Regions from separate parts of the Pan troglodytes genome. Here region 1 is linked to region 2. A link is a contact called in public HiChIP or PLAC-seq data. All regions are on one chromosome and are shown on one strand. The core of a region is the stretch at or near the end of the contact, and the rest is flanking DNA. Distances in the headings are between cores, read along the strand shown. Region 1 holds the start of RELT (RELT TNF receptor). Region 2 holds the start of ATG16L2 (autophagy related 16 like 2).

The links. HiChIP or PLAC-seq counts read pairs in DNA pulled down with a chosen protein or histone mark.
Region 1: a contact with region 2 is called in an H3K4me3 HiChIP or PLAC-seq map of stem cell-derived excitatory neurons, with 4 times the contacts expected there. The contact joins the promoter of RELT here to the promoter of ATG16L2 in region 2.

Annotation. Positions count from the first base shown.
Region 1 is chr9:75,408,317-75,412,905 of NHGRI_mPanTro3-v2.0_pri, forward strand. It overlaps RELT (RELT TNF receptor), which reads left to right and starts at 2,463. Exons shown (of 10, transcript XM_054661512.2): 1 at 2,463-2,662.
Region 2 is chr9:74,848,238-74,852,713 of NHGRI_mPanTro3-v2.0_pri, forward strand. ATG16L2 (autophagy related 16 like 2) reads left to right here and starts at 2,817. Exons shown (of 17, transcript XM_063783182.1): 1 at 2,817-3,010. The coding sequence starts at 2,893.

The DNA of each region.
Region 1 (4,589 bases), core at 1,213-3,712, 560 kb after region 2:
TTCCTCCAGGCTTGTACTGTATGTACTTCCTTCTGGAATTCTAGCACAGCCAGCAAGCAGAGTGGCACCCACTACCTTTGGTCCATGACTCCAAGGCAGTCATCTACTCAGACCCCTGCATACAGCCACACTGTGCTGGCTCTGATCCTGTGACCCAGGATCCCCACCCCAGGCAGGGCCTGGCTGGGGCATGGCACCTGTACCCCTGCCTCCAGGTCCCCATCATAGCTCATCCCAGTTTACTGGGACCTTGTGCTGTGTACCTACAATGAGGTGCACACATTCTCTGGGCCCACTTGCCCAGCTGTACCATGTGAAGTTCAACAAGATGGTCTCTGAGGTCCCTGAGCTCAGGGATTCCAGTGCTGACTCCATGGGTTCAGTTGAGATGCCAGGATTTTATAAAGCCTGTGATTCTGAGAGCCCTTTGTTCTCAAGCCTGTGGTTCTCCAAGCTCCATAAAAAGCGAGTCTAAATCTTTCCTGTGGCTTCCACAACTCCTTCCCTGTCTACTCACTGTGGAGCAACCCAGATGCTGGTAGACTCTCAGGGAGGGGCCCACGTCACAGTGGTTTCAGGGTCAGAGCTGGCTGCAGGAGGAGCTGGCGCATCCACCCAGCAGTAAATAATAATTAGGCTCCCTCCTAACCTAGGGGTTGCAGGGGCGAGAAGTGTTTGGGCTGTGGCCCCGGGAGACCTACTCTCTGGAGCTGCTTCCAGGGCAGCCAGGTAGCCGCCTCCCACAGAGAACTTCAGGCAACATGTCTGGCACCCCAGTTTTCAGATGAGGAAACTGAGTTGGGGGTGGATTTGATGAAAACCTCACAGAGAGCTGGTGGTAGAGAGGGGCCTGGACCCTCTCTGGGATGTCTGATTAATAGCCAGTGCTCCTTAACCAAAAAGCATTTCCCCATTTAGTTTATTGATTGAGACAAGGTCTCACTCTCTCACCCAGGCTGGAGAGCAGTGGCACGATCGCGGCTCACTGCAGTCTCAACTTCCTGGGCTCAAGTGATTCTCCCGCATATTTTTGTAGAGACTGGGCTTCATCATGTTGCCCAGGCTGGTCTCGAACTCCTGGGCTAAGCGATCCTCCCAACTCAGCCTCCCAAGGTGCTAGGATTACAGGTGTGACCACTACACCTGGCCTTCCCCATTTGGTTTATTGAGTGACGACACCTGAAATTGCCACCATTTGAACTCTAGAACCTAGAGCTGGGGTGTAGATGGTCCCCTTACAAAGAAAACATTTCCAGGAGTGGAGGCATTCTGGATGCTCTGGCCTTCCATAGGCTGGGATGTGGGACCCTGGAAGAACCCCTGCCCCAGCCCTGGAGGTCTCCATTGACATATGAGGGTGCTGATGTCATGATCCTGACATCAATGACCTGTAGCTCCTTATGCCCTTCCCCCACAACCTGGGCATGACCCAGGGAAATGAAAACTCATCCCCTGCTCCCCTCCCCATGCGGTGTCAGTTCGCCTCCTGGAATCTCCTGGACCCTGGGGACCTGACCTTTTCCGTCTCCTAGCCCCTGGGTTCAGATTCTATGACTGTTTAGAACCCCACCCCCAGCCATCTATCCCCAGCTGACTTATTTACCTTCCTTTCTCCATCTCTGTCATGGGCTGTGATTATCCTGACCCCAGCCAGGCCTCTGGCCCAGCACTAGGTCCTCCCTGGTGTCTCAGTCTCCCATCAGCCCTACTGTCCCAGGAGGACCGCCTGAGATCCCCTGAATAGTACTGAGAGGGGGAACGGGCCACTGAGCTGCTCCCTCCAGTCCTGGCACACCCTGTAGCACAACTCCAGGGGACACGATTCGGAGTCGGAATACAGTGTGAATACTGCCTGGAGTTTGTGATGACTGGCATTGGAAACTGGCAGGGTGGGATGGCTGTAGTAGGGAGGGGGGCACTGAGTCACCTGTCCTGCTGGAGGGAAACTAACTACCCTGGCAGAGAGAAGTGGTGCGGGGAGTAGGGGAGTGGAGGCAGGAGACGCCTCCTGGAGGATTTCACTAGGCCTTGAAGGATGTGCCGAAGCCCACCGTGTGCGCTTCCTTTATAGACTCACCTTCACCAGGCCTTTTCGCCAACTAGGTGAGGGTTTCCAGGGTTGGGCCTGGGCCTCGTCAACAAGGCAAAGTGAGGTTATTCTTCCTGGCCACCAACTGGCAGGAGGACGATGAGGCCCAGAAAGGGGCAGAGGTGGCTCTAGTTACTCTGGCAATGCTGAGAGGACCCAGAGGAGTATCTCAGTCTCCAGTCTCTTTATCTTGCTTCGCACAACTCCTTTCTTGGTTCAGAGCCCTGAAGAGGCGGATACAAGAGGCCCTCTGGGCCCCGCCGCCCAGTCCCGCGCAGCCCCCTGCAGTTCCCAGGGGCGCGAGAGAGGGCGACGTAGAGCAGCGCCGCCCGGCGGCAGAGCGGCGAGCCCCTCCGCGGCTCGGGGTGAGTCGGGCGGGGGGCGCAGACCGCGCTCTGACGTCGGGGGCGGAGCGGCCGTGACGCGCGGGGGCGGGTCTGCGCACCTTCCCGGCCCGGCCGGCGATTCATTCAAAAGGCGCGCAGGCTGCGCGGCTGTCCGGGCGGTCGCCAAGCCGGGCCGCGGCGCCGAGTCGAACGGGGAGCCGAGTTGGAGCTGTCGCGGCGCGGCCAGGTAAGGAGGGCGCGCGGAGCGCCCATCCAGAGTCCGCTCTCCGCGGCCGGGCCAGCGGGATACGGACCCTAGTGGCGCCCCCTGCCTCCCCGCGTCTCTGAGGAAGTTCGCGGGCTCGGCGGATGCGGCAGCCCGGCCGCGCGCCCCCCCACCCCACTCCTCCCGCCTCGCGTCCTGTCCCGGCGCCTTCCGCGCACCGGCCACCGCCAGTCTCCGAGCCCCGTGACCTGCAGGTCCTCCGGCCGCGACTCCGGGCCGGCCCTGCGTGGTGGCTGTCGGGGGGCGCGCGGGGAAGCAGCGGAACTTGCGGTGTGAGGGGCCGGCGGGGCCCGGAGCGGTCCCCGGCCCGGGAAACTTGGACCGAGACCAGGTTGTGGTGCGGGCTGGACGGCGGCGCCTCGGCGCGGCTGCGGCGCGGGGCGGCCAAGGGGGGGTCTGGACGGTGTCAGCCCGTGACTGTGGGTGACACGGCGCGTGAGGCGGCCTGGCCGGGCGAACGTGTGGCTGGGACACTGGGCGGTGACGCCGGGCCGAGCGGGCGACACAGAGGGGCTCTGTGTGTGGGAGACAGGCAGCGTGTGTGCGTGTGTTGTGTGAGGGAAAGACCCGGGGTCACTGGGGTCACGAAGTGCGTGGCTTGGGGTGTGACCGGCGCAGGGCCAGGGCCACCCGTTACTGTGAGTGTGAAATAGAGGGAGAGGAGCCCAAGTGACTGAGAACGAGCCGAGCTCGCTGGCGCCATGGTGTGCGTGTGGGGTCAAGTGGTGTCAGTGTGTGTGTGTGTGTGTGTGTGTGTGTGTGTGTGTGTCTGCGCCTAGGGCGATGATGAGTAAGAGGCAGGAGGAGGAGGGACCAGACCTAGGACACCTTCCGGCAGATGTGGGGCGATGAGGAAGTTGGGGAGCCAGGAGACAAGGGTCTCCAGGACTGTCCCCACGAGGGCACCCCTCAGGAGTTCAGCTTAGTGAGGAGATGGACCCTGAGGGATAGGCCCTGGCTGAGGGAGAAAGCCGAGGCTGGGCAACATCTGGTGGGGTGGCCCAGATGGCAGCAGGGTAGGGGCCCTGTGGTAGTCTCAGCTTCCCCCCGCCCACCTGCATCCACACACTCACGCATCGAAGTCCCTACACCTGGCAAAGTTCTGCCCCTGTGTAATCTGTATTCTCAGCGGACCCGGACACAATCTTGTTCTCAGACCCCCCCGCCCCCTCCCCCACGCAGGCCTCAGTCTCCCCATCTGCACACTGAGGTGCTGGGCTTTGAATGGACTGTGAATCATCACTTTGGGATCCTCTATTGTTTTTGGGTCAACCGCCTGTGTTCTCCCTTCCCTTCAGGCAGAAAGACTGCAGTGGGGGGTGGGGGCAGGCTTCTCCTGGGGACACAGTGGCCCAGGGGCTGCACTCAGGGGCTACTGATAGGGTTGGAAGCACAGCCTTCTCCAAAACTGGTCAAGGAAACGTTAGCCTCCCACCCAAAGGCTTCCTGGTCCTCTGTCACGAAATGGATCCATAGACAATATGGATCCCCAAATCCATAGACATTCACTTCTCTACCTGGGTGTCCTTTCTTCAGTTCCTTGGGTTGGGGGAGAGTGGGGAGAGACTTGTTCCCCAGGAGTGGTCTCTGGTGTGGGAGGCTAAGTTCTTGCTGGAGAGCTGGAGCGGTGCCCTTTCGCCATCTGGGCAAGACCCTCTGAGGCCCCTTCTCCCATATGAAGGTCTGTGGGGTTCATGCAGGGTGGGGTGGAAGCTGAGCTCCGTAGTCTAGGAGAGGGTGGCACTTGCTGTAGAATCTGGAAGTTCTGTCTTCTGCTGTCATCCTCTGAAAATGCTGATTACATTCTAGGGGTGGGGGACAGGGTGGGGGACAGTGTCAGGCACTGTTCTGAACACTTCATGGTGTTCTGTCTTGTTGAATCTTCGCA
Region 2 (4,476 bases), core at 1,567-4,066:
GAACTCCTGACCTTGTGATCCACCTGCCTTGGCTTCCCAAAGTGCTGGGATTACAGGTGTGAGCCACCGTGCCTGGCCTCCCAGGTGCAAATTTTAAATTACATTTTAAGTACTTTAGGGCCAGGTGCAGTAGCTCATGCCTGTAATGCTAGCACTTGGGATGCCAAGGCAGGAGGATTGCTTGAGCCCAGGAATTAGAGACCAGCCTGGGCAACATAGTGAGACCTTGTCTTTACAGAAAAATTTAAAATGAGCTGGGCGGCTGGGCACGGTGACTCACGCCTGTAGTCCCAGCACTTTGGGAGGCTTGAGGCGGGTGGATCACTTGAGGTCAGGAGCTGGAGATCAGCCTGGCCAACATGGTGAAACCCTGTCTCTACTAAAAGTACAAAAATTAGCTGGGTGTGGTGACGCATGCCTGTAATCCCACCTATTCGGAAGGCGGATGCATGAGAATCGCTTGAACCCGGGAGGAGGCGGTTGCAATGAACCGAGATTGTGCCACTGCACTCCAGCCTGGGTAACAGAGACTCTGTCTCAAAAAACAAAACAAAACAAAACAACAACAACAACAACAAAACCAGCTATAGTGGCATGTGCCTGTAGTCTCGGCTACTCGGGAGACTGAGGTGGAAGAATCATTTAATCCCAGGAGGATGAGGCTGCAGTGAGCCATGATTGGGCCACTGCACTCCAGCCTGGGCAACAGAGAGAGACCCTGTCTCAAAAACAAAACAGAACAAAAAAAGTGAAGTACATTAGGTCCCCAGATTATGGTATAACTTTTTTTATATTTATTGGTCAAATCATATATCTCTTACATAAATAATTTGAGATACATTAAACAGCAAGTTAAATGTAAAAAGCAGAAATTTGTCTCCATATATTATCTAAAATTTTATTTCAAGTGATCTTTATAATACAATCTTTCATATTCTAAAAATAGAACATGAATATTTTTAGTCAAAATCAATCACTTCGTTATCATATACTACTCAAAAATGACAATTTATTTAACATTTCCTAGGTGTATTTTGCGAGTCAAAAAAGGATTAGGAAACCCTGCCCCAATATGGCTCCTTACCTGAGAGAAACGGCATCTCTGCACCTCACAGCCAGGCCAAGCCCTGTTAATATACTCTCCCATGCACATAGCCAGAGTTCCTTATTTATATAGTGTCTCCAAGCACCCAAGAGTCCGCCAGTTCTAAAGGGAATTCATCACTGTCATCAGCTGGCCCTGGGTCTCCATGGGTACTGTGCCTGTCTCCTGGGCATGGCTTTTGCTGAACGTTACCACCCATCTTCAACACAAATACTCCTTCAAGAGACAGGTCAGGCCTGGGTTGGGGCTAGAGGTACAGAGACATCTGGGACCCAGGTCCTGCCCTAAGGGGCACCGCACAGATTACAGGATGGTGTGATAACTGGTGACGGTTATAACTCGAACTCAGCTGGGGCTGGTGTCTGAGAAGCTTGAACTCAGTGTAGGGGCAGGAAAGTTCTCCTGGAGGAGGTGATGCATGATTAGGAGCCAGGCCCCCTAGAGGCGACGATGTTCCAAACATCAGGCTCGGCCTGTGCAAAGGCCATGGGCGTCTAAGACAATGACATGTGGGGGACTGAGCCCAGCTCACTGGAAGCAGAGCAGGCTACACTGACCTGGGGGCGTCTAGGCCTTCACTGCTTTCTACGTCCTCTGACCCATCCCCATCAGAATCTCAACAGACTCGTCACCTCCAGGGCCTGCACTGCTCTCCCATCGTTGCCCAACTTCTCTCGTTCCCTAGGGATGTTCAAGTCTGCCAACACTCAGAGGGCAGGGCCTGCTGGCATGCCCCAGGGTGAGGCTGTGCCCAGCGAGTCCCTCCTTTCGTGTCTTACAGTAGCCTGAGCCTGCAGAGCTGGCTCTCTAGCATCTAGCTAGAGACGGTTTGACCACAGTTCCCTGCGACCCATGATTCACTTTCGAGGGTACCCACAAGAGATGTGTCTGCTCCTCCAGACGCCGCCCAATGGGGTGAAGCGTCTGGCCCTGAGTCAGGATGCTGGGGGTGCTGGCCGTCTCAGCTACCCACTCCTTTGCAACCCCAGGCAAGCAAGCTCGTTCTCTCCTCCCGGCCAGGGGCTTTCTAGATGAAATCAGCTGCACCCCTTTACTCTCAGGGACCTAAAATTTCGGCGACCATGTGGAGCCGTAAACCCTTCTGCCTCCTGTCCTCCCAACCCCGCACCCACCTGGCGTTTTCGTGTCACGGAACCTCTGCACGTGCTCTTCTCGAGGCCTAGAGTCCCTCTCTCCCTCTGGCCAACTCCTATTTCATCCCTCACAGACCCAACTCGAACGCCATCATCCCCGGAAAGCGGGGATTCCTCCCTTCAGTCTCTGCTTCCTTATCTTGCTGTTCTGCTGCGCCGCGCCCTCAGTGTACGCGCAGAGCCCGGGGCCTCTGGGTCCCTGGCTGGGCGCGCGGCCAGGAGCGCGACGGCCTGGGAAGCATCAGCGGCTCTCGAACTCGGCCCGGGCGCGGCGGGGTTAAGAGACCCGGGCCTTGAGGGCCCCGCCTCCGGAGCGCTCCACCCGCGTGGGGGAAGCCGCCCCGGAGGCTCCGACCTCGCTCCTGCTTATGACCCTCGCAGCCACAGGAGCCCCCACTTAGGTGAACATTTCGGACGGGACCCCGGCGGTTCAGACCCGGAGGCGGCTCCTCCCGGAGGCAGCTCCTCCCGGCGTCGGCCTTCGGTCCTCCCCGCCAAAGCCCTCTTGGGACAAGCCGGGGATTTCCCCGCCGCCGCCCGCCCCCTGGCGTCGCGGAGTCCCCGCGAGGCCCCGCCCCGGCCTGGCGCCGTCCTGGGCGGGAGGAACGCGCCGCTAGGCGGGAGAGCGCGGCCATGGCGGGGCCGGGCGTCCCCGGTGCCCCCGCAGCGCGCTGGAAACGCCACATCGTGCGGCAGCTGCGGCTTCGGGACCGTACGCAAAAGGCGCTTTTCCTGGAGCTGGTGCCGGCCTGTGAGTGCGCCCCGGTGCTGAGAGGATGGCGGCTGAGGGGACGCGGCTACGGGCGCGGGGAGAGGGTTTGGCTGGCTCCTCCGCCTGTGACCCGAGTGCGCTGTGCCTTATGCCTTGAGCCTGTGCGTTACGCCCATCCCGACTGCCAGGACTCCGCCCCTTGCCATCCAGGCTCTGGTTAGAACCTGGACGAGCCCCTCATGGTCCCCCTGCCCTCGTCGCCCCTCAGGACGGGCTCTGCCTCCCACAAGCTGGGCTTCCGAGACGCAAGTGCGTCCTCGGGTGTTGGTTTTGCAGGGTCTCTTTTGCCTCCCTACCCGGGCAGTCCCCGGGGCAGGGGCTTGATCAGTGCACTTAGTCTCGGTAGCGCAGTGAAAGAACGCGGGACTTGTCCAGAGCAGCCACTTATTGGCCCATCCGGAGAGGGGCGACACTCGGAACCTCTAAGGAGGAGGCTGTGCATCTCAGGCTCTGCCGCTGACAGGCGACGCTAGCACAGGCTTATGGAACACCTCCCTGTCAGCCTACCCAGCCTGAGGGGGCATCAGGGGGCCCCGGGCTGCTGGCGGATGCTGGCTGAGCCCAGCGAAGTCGGACTCTCAGAATTGTTTCTGGGCAGCTGGTCAGGATAGGGTGTGGCATTTCAAGAGGGGATGAACAGGTGTGCCTGTGTGTCGCACCTCTGGCCGCCTGCGATTTTATGTCTGTGGTTGGAAGTCTAACCACAATCCCTGCGGCTCTCTCACTGGGGCTAATCTTGGCCAAACCCCCACAATCAAATCTGCTCTTAGCCAGGAAAATTTCTCTGCAAGCTTCCAGGCTGCTGGTCCTCTACCTTCAGGGTTGCGAGGCCAGCCCCCACCTCCAGCAGCCACACTTCTCCACTGCTCAGACAGACAGTGGAACCGTCCAGTTTGAGGGAGGGGGTCACCGCCCCCCCAACCCCTGCCCCCCGCCTCGACCCAGAGAGCTGTGAGTCTGAGGGACTAGAGAGACCTGGAGGGCTGAAATCAGACTGAAGGGCCAGTCTTGAAACCTTGGGCAGATCACATCGCTAAGCCTCAGTCTTCTTACTTGTTAATTGGGTATAGAGACCTTCTTTAGGTTTGCTGGGTGCTGCAGTACCCTGGGGGCTGAGGTGGGGTTTTCATGAGAACTAGGCCAGGCCCAGGGCCTCAGTCAAGGTGACAGGGCACTGAGTGTGGGAAGGAAGTTGATGAGAAGGGAGCTAGGCCCGGACTTACCACCCCACCCTCCCCTGGATCTGGTGAGAAAAGAGGAAGTGACTGTTGATGGGGGAGGGTATTCCAGGGTCAAACCACCAACCTCCAGAATGTCTGCTGGATAATTGCTCAAGGACTTTCTATTCTGGCCTGGGGGTACCTTACACCAGGGCTGGGGAAGTTGGGATTATTTATTTATTTATTTATTTATTTGAGATGGAGTCTTTGCTCTGTTGCCCAGGC